Regions from separate parts of the Zea mays genome. Here region 1 is linked to region 2. Evidence: chromatin contacts called from public Hi-C data. All regions are on one chromosome and are shown on one strand. The core of a region is the stretch at or near the end of the contact, and the rest is flanking DNA. Distances in the headings are between cores, read along the strand shown. Region 1 holds the start of LOC100275206. Region 2 holds the start of LOC100382817.

Region 1 (4,673 bases), core at 1,507-4,006, 630 kb after region 2:
TACTTCCTGCCCAGAGTCACTCTCTCCCGTCAGTTTCTGTGTAATTTGTGGCCACTGGGGTAGAAGGGATGGTCGCAGCCCCCCTTGCAATAGGGTGTCTCGTATCTGTTGTGGTTATTATCATGGCCTCACGTGTTCTTATGCATCTGCTCAAGGTTGAGTACGTTTGAGGTCTCCTTGTGTGCATCCATTTCACGTAGTAATAAATCAAGAAAAAGAAAGCTTTCTTAATAAAAATGTTTTTGGGGTTTTAAGGTCTTCTCCAAATTAGCAAACTACAAGTTCTTTTATGGTTGCAACCGCAGAGGTGAGATGAGACAACACATTTGAATCGTGGACGTCATACGAAATTAATTTCCGGTTACTATTGCTACCGTGCCTAACAGACTACCAGAGCCTCCTACAAGTAGTTGCTGACAACTTTGAGTTTGACAATTGACATGCTATCAACTACCTACTGCAGCAACAAACTATGGTCAGGGACTAGGTCATCCATAGATGGAAATCATAATCCTCAAGAATACTATTTCAGTTTCCATCTGCATTGTGGCTGACTAGCTAATTTTGCTTCTACTCTTAAGTTTTGGGCCTCCTCTGATCTTTCCCAAATTAATCTCCTGTATTTTTGATGCAGTGCGATTCGATCACTTATCGAGTTCGGTTTCGCTGCCAAAGAAAGAGCTGATGTGAGGCTTTATTATGGTGATACAAGTCTGAAATCTATGTCATACCAGGTTGGAGAAATTTCCCCTATGTACTGTATGCAAGTCGTGTATTTGCCGGAGAAGCCTTTAGCTCACATAACAAAGATACATAATTTTCTGTTTGGCAGGAAAGGCTTAGTAACTGGGAGTCAACTGGAATTAAAATAATACCAGTCTTATCACAACCAGATGACAGCTGGAAAGGTGAACGAGGATATGTTCAGGTAATACAAGAAATGCTCCACCATTGTTTTGTCTTATTGAGACATCCTTCTAATGACATTAATCTTGCAGGATGCTTTCTTCAGAAACAAGAACATAGTAAATCCATCTTCTACAGGAGCCATACTTTGTGGACCGAATGAAATGCAGGAGGTGTGCATTGTTGTTGTTTCAAGACTCTTTTTGCATAACTTTACTATTAAGCATGCTGAGCCTATGACAAAAATTGTTTGCTACTTGTGAGTCGAACTGCTACTGCATCAAACTGTGCATGTAAACACTTAAGTACTATATATTTAAAATGGAGACCTACATCCCTAAACTTACTAACTGTAGCATCCTAGATCAAAATTAGTCTAATGAGATCTGGCTCATCATCTATTTAGCATGCTGAATCCTAAAACCTTTCTACCTCTGGCTCTCATGCACTCCCTTCTCTGACCTGCATCAACTAACCGCACCACCAGCTTTTTTCGTGTGGATGCAATGATGAATTGATGATACTGATGACGCTCTCTACTTTACAGGAACTCACCTTATCCCTTGTAGCAGATGGTGTCTCACGAGACAAAATCTTAACGAACTACTGAAAGCGATCTCCGGTCTCTGATGTATTTTATGACCAGTTAGGCCTCAACGTGTAAACTTTATTGCTTAGGCCTGGCTGTGATGTTCCAGTGATATATGAATAAACTACTGAACTTGAGACGAGGATGTAATGTTCAGTGATATATTATATGAATAAACTACTGAATTTGAGGCGAGGACAATACTGTGGTCAAGTTTCGGTTTGGTTCATATAAATGGCCGCAGTAACATGCTTCTTTATCCTTCATGCAAGTAAAATGCTCCCTCTACTGCTTGTCAACCCTGAGGGCCTGTTTGTTTGGTCTTAATTGGGCTGAATTAGAATTAGATTCTAGGGCAAGCCTGTTTGGATGCACTTGAAATTGGAAATCAACATTCCACTCACTTTCCTAGCCCAAATCTAAAGCCCACAACAGATTCTTAGCTTGTGAAGACAGAAAACGATTCCTCTCCCCTCCCTCCCAGCAGGAGCTTTTGTTATTATAATACTCATTTCATTAGGCTTCTTCTTTTTAGTACTTATAATTTTACCTTCTCCATAATAGTATTCATAGGTAACCCTATTCTTTAAAATAGTACTTCGACCTCTTTTTAATCATTTCTATTTTCTTTTCTTATTTCTCAGCACCGTACTCCCTACTTTTCCTCTCTCCCTCCACATCTCTATTCATCACAAGAATGCATACATACATACATACAACAGACTAGATATCGCAGGTGTAATTCTCAGATGCATCAACAAGTGTGATCATATTTATTACTGACGTACTGACCGGTTAGGTTATATATCACAGTAGCTATCATCCACGGCTGAACAACTCCAAGTAATTCCCTTGTCTATCATTCGTCTTCCATCTTCATGCCAAATAAAAATAATATACAAAACTACTACTATCTACCTTGACAAGAACATGTTCAAACGGTTGCTGGTGACCCTCATCCCTCAGCCGGTCAATAGCATCTAAGCAAACTAGACACAAATACTAGCATTGGCAGTATGAATTCCTGCTAGAACTGATATAGCAGTACGGCTAATTTAGGTGGTGAGAAATAAGAAAATAAAATGAAAACAATTAAAAATGGGTTAAAATACTATTTTAAAGGATATGTTCACTTGTAAGTACTATTATAGAGAAGATAAAATTGTAAGTACTAAAAGAGAGCAGCCTGATAAAAGGAATACTATAATAGCAAAAAGCTCCTCCCAGCAGTGCACGCGTGAAGCTCGGCGGCGGCCGGCACGGTGCATCCTCCGCTCTTGCCTCACCTCCCGGTCCATCCTCGCTGCTCACGCGTGCCTCACCTCGACAGCAGCCTTCCCTCGCGACAGGGTGAGCACCCTTCCCCCACCTCGCTGCTTCTGACCCGCGAGCCGCGCTGAGGAGATCTCGAGGTGCCCTCCTCCGCCTCGGCGGGCTCGCCTGCCTTGCGGGTCGCGGTCGCGTCGCGGATGGACCTTCTGACTTGTCCGGTTCTCCCCGCCCCTGCGTGCGCTGCGAGCTCGGCTGCGTGCCTTCGTGAGAGGGGGTGCGAACGGCCAGATGGGGATCTAATCAGACAAGCGAACGAGGACGGGAACGGGCACGGGGGTGCCGCGCCCGCGATATCCGTCGTCCCCGGCGAGGCGGCGACACTGCTGCTGTAGGTGCGAGCCGTAGCTACTGGCCTGCCGTAGCTACTGTAGGCGGCGACACTGCTGTAGGTGCGCCCGCGACAATTGCATTCTTACAATTGCCTCTGATTATTGACAACGCTCTGCAGATCAGTTTCCTCTTGCAATATAACAAAGTTCAATCCTGGTAGATGCACGAAAAGACACTCCGCAGAGGAAATTTACCATGAAACTCAAACCCGAACAGCCTCCATGTATCCTCACAGCAAGAAAGATATCTAGATTTCATATATTCAGCAATTTCATCGATACCATCAGAGCTAGTCTTTTCTTGATCTACTGTACCGTCACCCTTTGTAGATTCTGAAGCAGATGACTCACGATTCTTGAACCTCATTCTATGCACAGTCAAATCCTTTGTTGACATACTTAATAGACACTTGATCAGATAGGTTTGGTTACAGGCCTCAACATCAATATGTGCCTGGCATTTCTTGAGCACAGTGCACAGATAGACTATGTGGCACAACCCATAGACTATCTACTTGTACATTCCCTTTCCAGGCAAGAATACCATTTTTCTGCGCCTGTATAGTGGGTAGCCAGCTTCGTAAAAAAAAAACTGTTTCAGATCTAAATGACTTAGGCCTTTTAAACAATAGCCATCTCTCGTGCAAGGACTATTTGGATTAGCTGAACCACACGGGTCTTGTATCATAAACTCTTCAACCAGGAAGAATCCTAACGGATCAGCACTAGGATCAGGTAACTCAGCAGATATATATCTATCAACGTTAAGATTCGATTTGCTGGTCAGCGAGTCAAAATGGCTCGCCCAGCTGGACCAGCTCATGTGGAACCATGCCTAGGAGCTCTCCAGCTGAGAACCGTTGGCCAAATAAATCCTTTTGTTGGGTGTGGATCAGCTCATGTGGAACCATGCCTACCTTGCCTGCTCACTTGTGAAAGACGAATGTTCCCCCAGTGCATATTTGCATTGCATTCTATATTCGCATTGCATTGCTTTATTTAATTTGCCGGTCTTGCATGCACCGTATACATATACATATCATTCTGTTCACCTGTTCTTCTTTGAATTAGTGATATATATATATATATAATGTTTTGTCAAGTGTGCTTATGATGTATGGTTTATCTGCTGTAGATGTCTCACAACAACTTAGAATTGGTTAGAAGAAATTTGGAGGAAATGAGAGAGAGGCGTAGGAAGAAGAGGCTGAGAGTAGCATCCTTATTTGTTGCAACTGTCATGGGCATGATTGCGGAATATTATTATCGGAAAAGACCTAGACATCTTATGGATCCCTCTGAGGTGATAGAGAGAGATGTAGCTGGTCGGAAACAAATGCTAAGGAATCTGTATCAAGGATCAAATGTTTATTGCTATGACAGTTTGCGTCTAACTAAGAGATCCTTTTCGGACCTATGCACTATCTTACGTGAGAGGTGCGATATGTGTGACACCTTGAATGTGTCGGTAGAAGAAAAGGTTGCTATCTTTTTGCTTGTAGTGGGTCATGGCACTA
Region 2 (4,362 bases), core at 1,312-3,811:
AACATTCAATATGATATAAATAATTATCATGATGTTACATTTGTAAATACATTTTTGTATTTGTAAATGATGAAGACTTGTTCTTCATAACCTTCGTCCGAGAATCATCATTCTCGAAAGGATTTGATGCTTCGAAGGACGAATGTCCTTTACATTTAACATTTGTGTTGCCTTGTTTTGTGATTCAGCAATAAAAAACAAGTAAACAACAGCCACATCCGTGAAAAGCGTGTGCAACGTGGGCGCGGGGTGGGGGCGTGCGGGCGGGGCAGGATTATGGATGCTGACTTTACACTCTTAATAGATTAGTATGGATTAGGATAGCAAGGAAGGCATCCACACCCTGGTGCCCCTGCCCTCTCCCATGCCCGCGCATGGAAGCAGCCTCCCAGCCTCGCCCTCATACCCTCGAGATTTTTGTCGTCGACCACACCACTTCCATCGTCGCCCCCAGCCTACCCCCGTCCTCGCGATGCCCCCTACGCGCCAACGAGAAAATTACCCCACCCCCAGCTCGCGATGCCTGGCCATGGTATGTTGCCTTCCCCCATAAAAGCCGCCTCCACTCATGTCGCGACCATCCTCCCCCTCTGCTACATGCCACGACTGCCCCCGCACCCGCGCATGCCATGGCCTCTCCCTCCGCGAAAGCCACAACCGCACCAACAACCGTCGTGCATGTCGTGACCTCTAACTCCGTGCCTCGCTGCGACCGCGCCAGCATCCGCCCTACGCCTGACCCGAAACCCCCAGTCATCCTCAATCGGGAGCCGCACACAACCTCCCCCAGCATGCACGGCATGCGGTAGAAGCGGCGGGAGGTTGCTGGCAACTGTATAACCCTTCTCACCTCGATCTAGATCCAGCCACCTGCGCGTGTTACCCCTTCTTCGTGGTCGTTTGGGAGCTGTCATAGGTGCACCCGTGCAACTGCGGCCAGGAGCACGAGGTGGAGGCCGCCGTCGTTGTCCACAAGGCCTTCAAAGGCTACTTGGTGAGTTGGTAATATTGCCCGAAAAGAAACACATTCTCTCTCTCTATTTCTTTGTGTTCATGGTTCGTTGCTGTCTTTTATTTCCTTTCATTGAAAAAAGTAAATCAAAATAGTTCTGCGGAAGATGTAGAGGAGGAACTTCAAACCAACATAAGATCAAAATTTGATGAATTCAGATTACCCACGACAGAGGTTGCTCAGTCACCATAGTACACAGTCCACGACAGAGCAATCGAACGTCACCTAGGGATCGACGACACGTTAGGACGCGTCAGTGGTCAGCGCAGGGGCGGGGGTTGTAGATCGATGGTTTAAGTCAGCACGGCGCGGTGGCGGAGCGGGTCCTGCTCCTGCGAGTGGTGGAGCTGGCACAACGTGAGGAGGAGGTCGTGCAGGAGGCGACCGGCCCACGGCGCTAGTACCTCGCCATAGCGGCGGCAGAGCAAGTCCTGCGCCAGCAGGATCGCCTCGCGGACGCACCCTGCGCGCCGACGAGAAGGAAGAGGTCATGCAAGAGATGACTGGCCCATGACGATGGCGGAGCGGGTCCCACGCCTATGGGTGGTGGAGCTGGCGTAGCGCGAGGAGCCTGTCATGCAGGAGGCGACCGGCCCATGGCGTCTACACCTCGCCATGGCGGCGGTGGAGCAGGTCCCGCGCCTGCAAGTATAGGTAGAGGCGGATCCAAAAAGGTAAAGTGGGTCATACCCTGCTTAATTTTATACACCCTTTTATGCCTAATGGTTATTTAGTGTTAAGTGTAGAAAAAATTAAAGTTTCGTTTAGTATAAAGTCCGGTTCCAAACCTATAAAACTAATAGCTAGTGGCTAACATTAGCCAAGAGGTTTAGATGCCCAACCCAGCTAGAACCAGTTAACAATTAGCTCTAAAGGTGTAGAACATGGCCTAAAACAACCCTGTCATGATCCTCCTCATCGAATCCTTCCGGATCAGTCTGACCCTAATATTTTGGATACCATATAAACGAGTTTGCTCGCAGCCCCGTTTTTGCCACCGATCCATTTCTGATGCAACGTCGTCTGACTCTACGTCTTCTTGACGCCTCCGTCTCTTGCCCTGTTTTTACCATGACACTGATCCACTCCATAAGTTAGATCTAGCTTGTCGCAACAATATAATCTATCTTCGATGATTGATTAAATCAGGAAGCCATGACATTTATGTGATTTTCGTAAATTTTCGTCCAACGTCCGCCGATGTTACAGCAGATCGCGAAAGACTGGTATGTTATTGGCGGCGCGAGACAGGGGAGCATCATTATCCAGAGCTGCGAGCGGGCGCTCTCCACGCGGGTTCGGACGTTCGGTGCATTTGGCGCTTGGGATGCGGGCATGCGGCCGGTTCACGCGATGCGGGGGGCGGCAGCGCCGGGCCTGGCAGGCGCGGGGGGAGGGCGGCGCGAGGAGCGGATCCAGTGAGACCGTGAGAGAAGGCGCGGACGGGGAGGACGTTAACGACGCACGAAACGGTTTCCTGTAGAAAAGTAATCCTTTATAATGGCAGAAGAGAAAGGACGGAGCAAAACAGACCCCTTCTTTACTCTAACCATATCTGCCGCAAACCGCAACACACAATCCAGAGCGAGGTCGTGGCGTGGACTCCAAATCCTTCCTCTTCAGGACTCAACAGCGGAGTTCGCTCCGACCACGGGCCCTGCTGCCATGGCGGCGGCGGCAGATCTTGGTGAGTCCGGGCCACCGCGGTGGGCATAGCCGATAGGCTCGTTGCTCGTTCTTCCTTCGCATGCGTTGGTTTCTATGCTTATGCACTTGTAGGCTCACCTGGATTTCTCGTTTTGGCATTATTGTACTGCAATGCATCTACAAAAGTCTTATAGATATGCATTCATAGTCAAAGCAATCTATCTAAAAAAAATCTTACAATTTGAGTATTTGCCAGTTAATGTGCGGTGTCCGTGGTAGCGGGGAGCCTCCTTAAATCTGGTGCATCCATAATGATTTCTTTTCCTTGTCTGGATCAGAGCCTCAGTTGGGGATATCGCCGGCGACACCCGACATTGTCCGCAAGCTAGCTCGACCGTCCGGGACAACCACCGCAGTTGGCTATTGCTGCACTGCTCTGTACACCAGCACGGCTGCTGGCCCCGGAAAGGTGGACGGCGATGGCCTTGCCTCGGTGCCGTTGCATGCCCATGAACATTCTCAGTCCGCCGCACTGGATAATTTGGTCCAAGTGGACTGTGATCCCGTGGGCACTCAGGAGTCCAGCACCTTGCCTGCACTGGTGGGCGAGTCCTCTGGCAAGGTTGCACAGCAAGAGCAGCAGCACAAGGAAGGTGTTGATAGTGCCAGAGATGCAGGTGCTGCTTCTCCTGCCCCTACTTCTACTCCGGAGAACATGGAGCCCACACCTCGGAGGAGGGGGAAGAAGTCGACCAAGGGGGTTCAACGTCTCAAAGTGGCCAAAGATAAAGTGATGAAGCTCAAGGTGACCACGCCTAGTACAGTAAAAAAGAAGAAAATGACAGAGGATGATATTCAACATATTGGTGCCCACAGGTCTAATAGTGCAAGACGCAAGTTAGATTTGGATTTACATTCATCAGAAAGTAAAACATGTTTCAGCAGAGCCGAGCTGATGATTAATTTGAAGTGCATTGGCAAGAGTTATGGTTTAATCAGTGAACTGACTACACATAAGAGGAGCAAGAGAGGGAAAAAAAGGAAAATGATGGTAGGAAACAAGGAAAGTGGTCAGCTAGCACTTTTGCCTTACAACTGGACTACAACGGTTGCGGTATCACGCCCTCTAACTCATGTAAAGAAATTGCGGGCTAAGGTTTTGGGCCTTACTGATGAAACAATGCGGGTTTGTGCTGTTTTGGCAAATTGGAATGGGAGCGACAATGAAAGTTTTGAAGGTTTTGATATTGGCAATGGACCCGAATGGGATACAACAAGACAAATGTTTGAACAATTTGTGGATATATTCATTAATGCTATGTTTGATCTAATTGGTAATCATTCTATCCCTTTTTATGTTTTCGTTTGTCAAAGTGCAAAATGCAAGAAATATGACCACATTATCGTTAATAAAAAGTGTCAGCATAGAAGAAAAATGCCTTTTGTCTAACTTAAAAAAAGCTTAGGAAATGTTGCACTGTCGCAGGTAACTCCATAAGCTTAGTTTTTCTCCATTTTTGTCAGAAAGCTAGAATGAAAATTTTATTGTGGACTCAATGGGAAAATGAATTCTTGATAAAACTGTGAACTGATAAAATGAAATTCAGAGTTAAGTTAATTTCATATTTCGCAGAACAAAATAAAAAATAGCCTGTGGATAATTTGTTGCCTAGAGCAAGAAACGATTCTTACATTGAGACATT

What was found. A called contact is a pair of places that touch in the nucleus more often than the background predicts.
Region 1: a Hi-C map of tassel shows a contact between it and region 2, with 1.9 times the contacts expected there. The contact joins the promoter of LOC100275206 here to the promoter of LOC100382817 in region 2. A contact is called at or near these places in 2 of 25 Hi-C or Micro-C datasets (bundle sheath and tassel).

Annotation. Positions count from the first base shown.
Region 1 is chr5:166,095,890-166,100,562 of Zm-B73-REFERENCE-NAM-5.0, forward strand. It overlaps LOC100275206, which reads left to right and starts at 2,757. Exons shown (of 4, transcript NM_001149352.2): 1 at 2,757-2,845. It overlaps LOC100282665, which reads left to right. Exons shown (of 5, transcript NM_001155573.2): 2 at 635-734; 3 at 833-928; 4 at 999-1,079; 5 at 1,454-1,778. The coding sequence ends at 1,516.
Region 2 is chr5:165,470,173-165,474,534 of Zm-B73-REFERENCE-NAM-5.0, forward strand. LOC100382817 reads left to right here and starts at 2,562. Exons shown (of 17, transcript NM_001361683.1): 1 at 2,562-2,699; 2 at 2,998-3,993. The coding sequence starts at 2,678.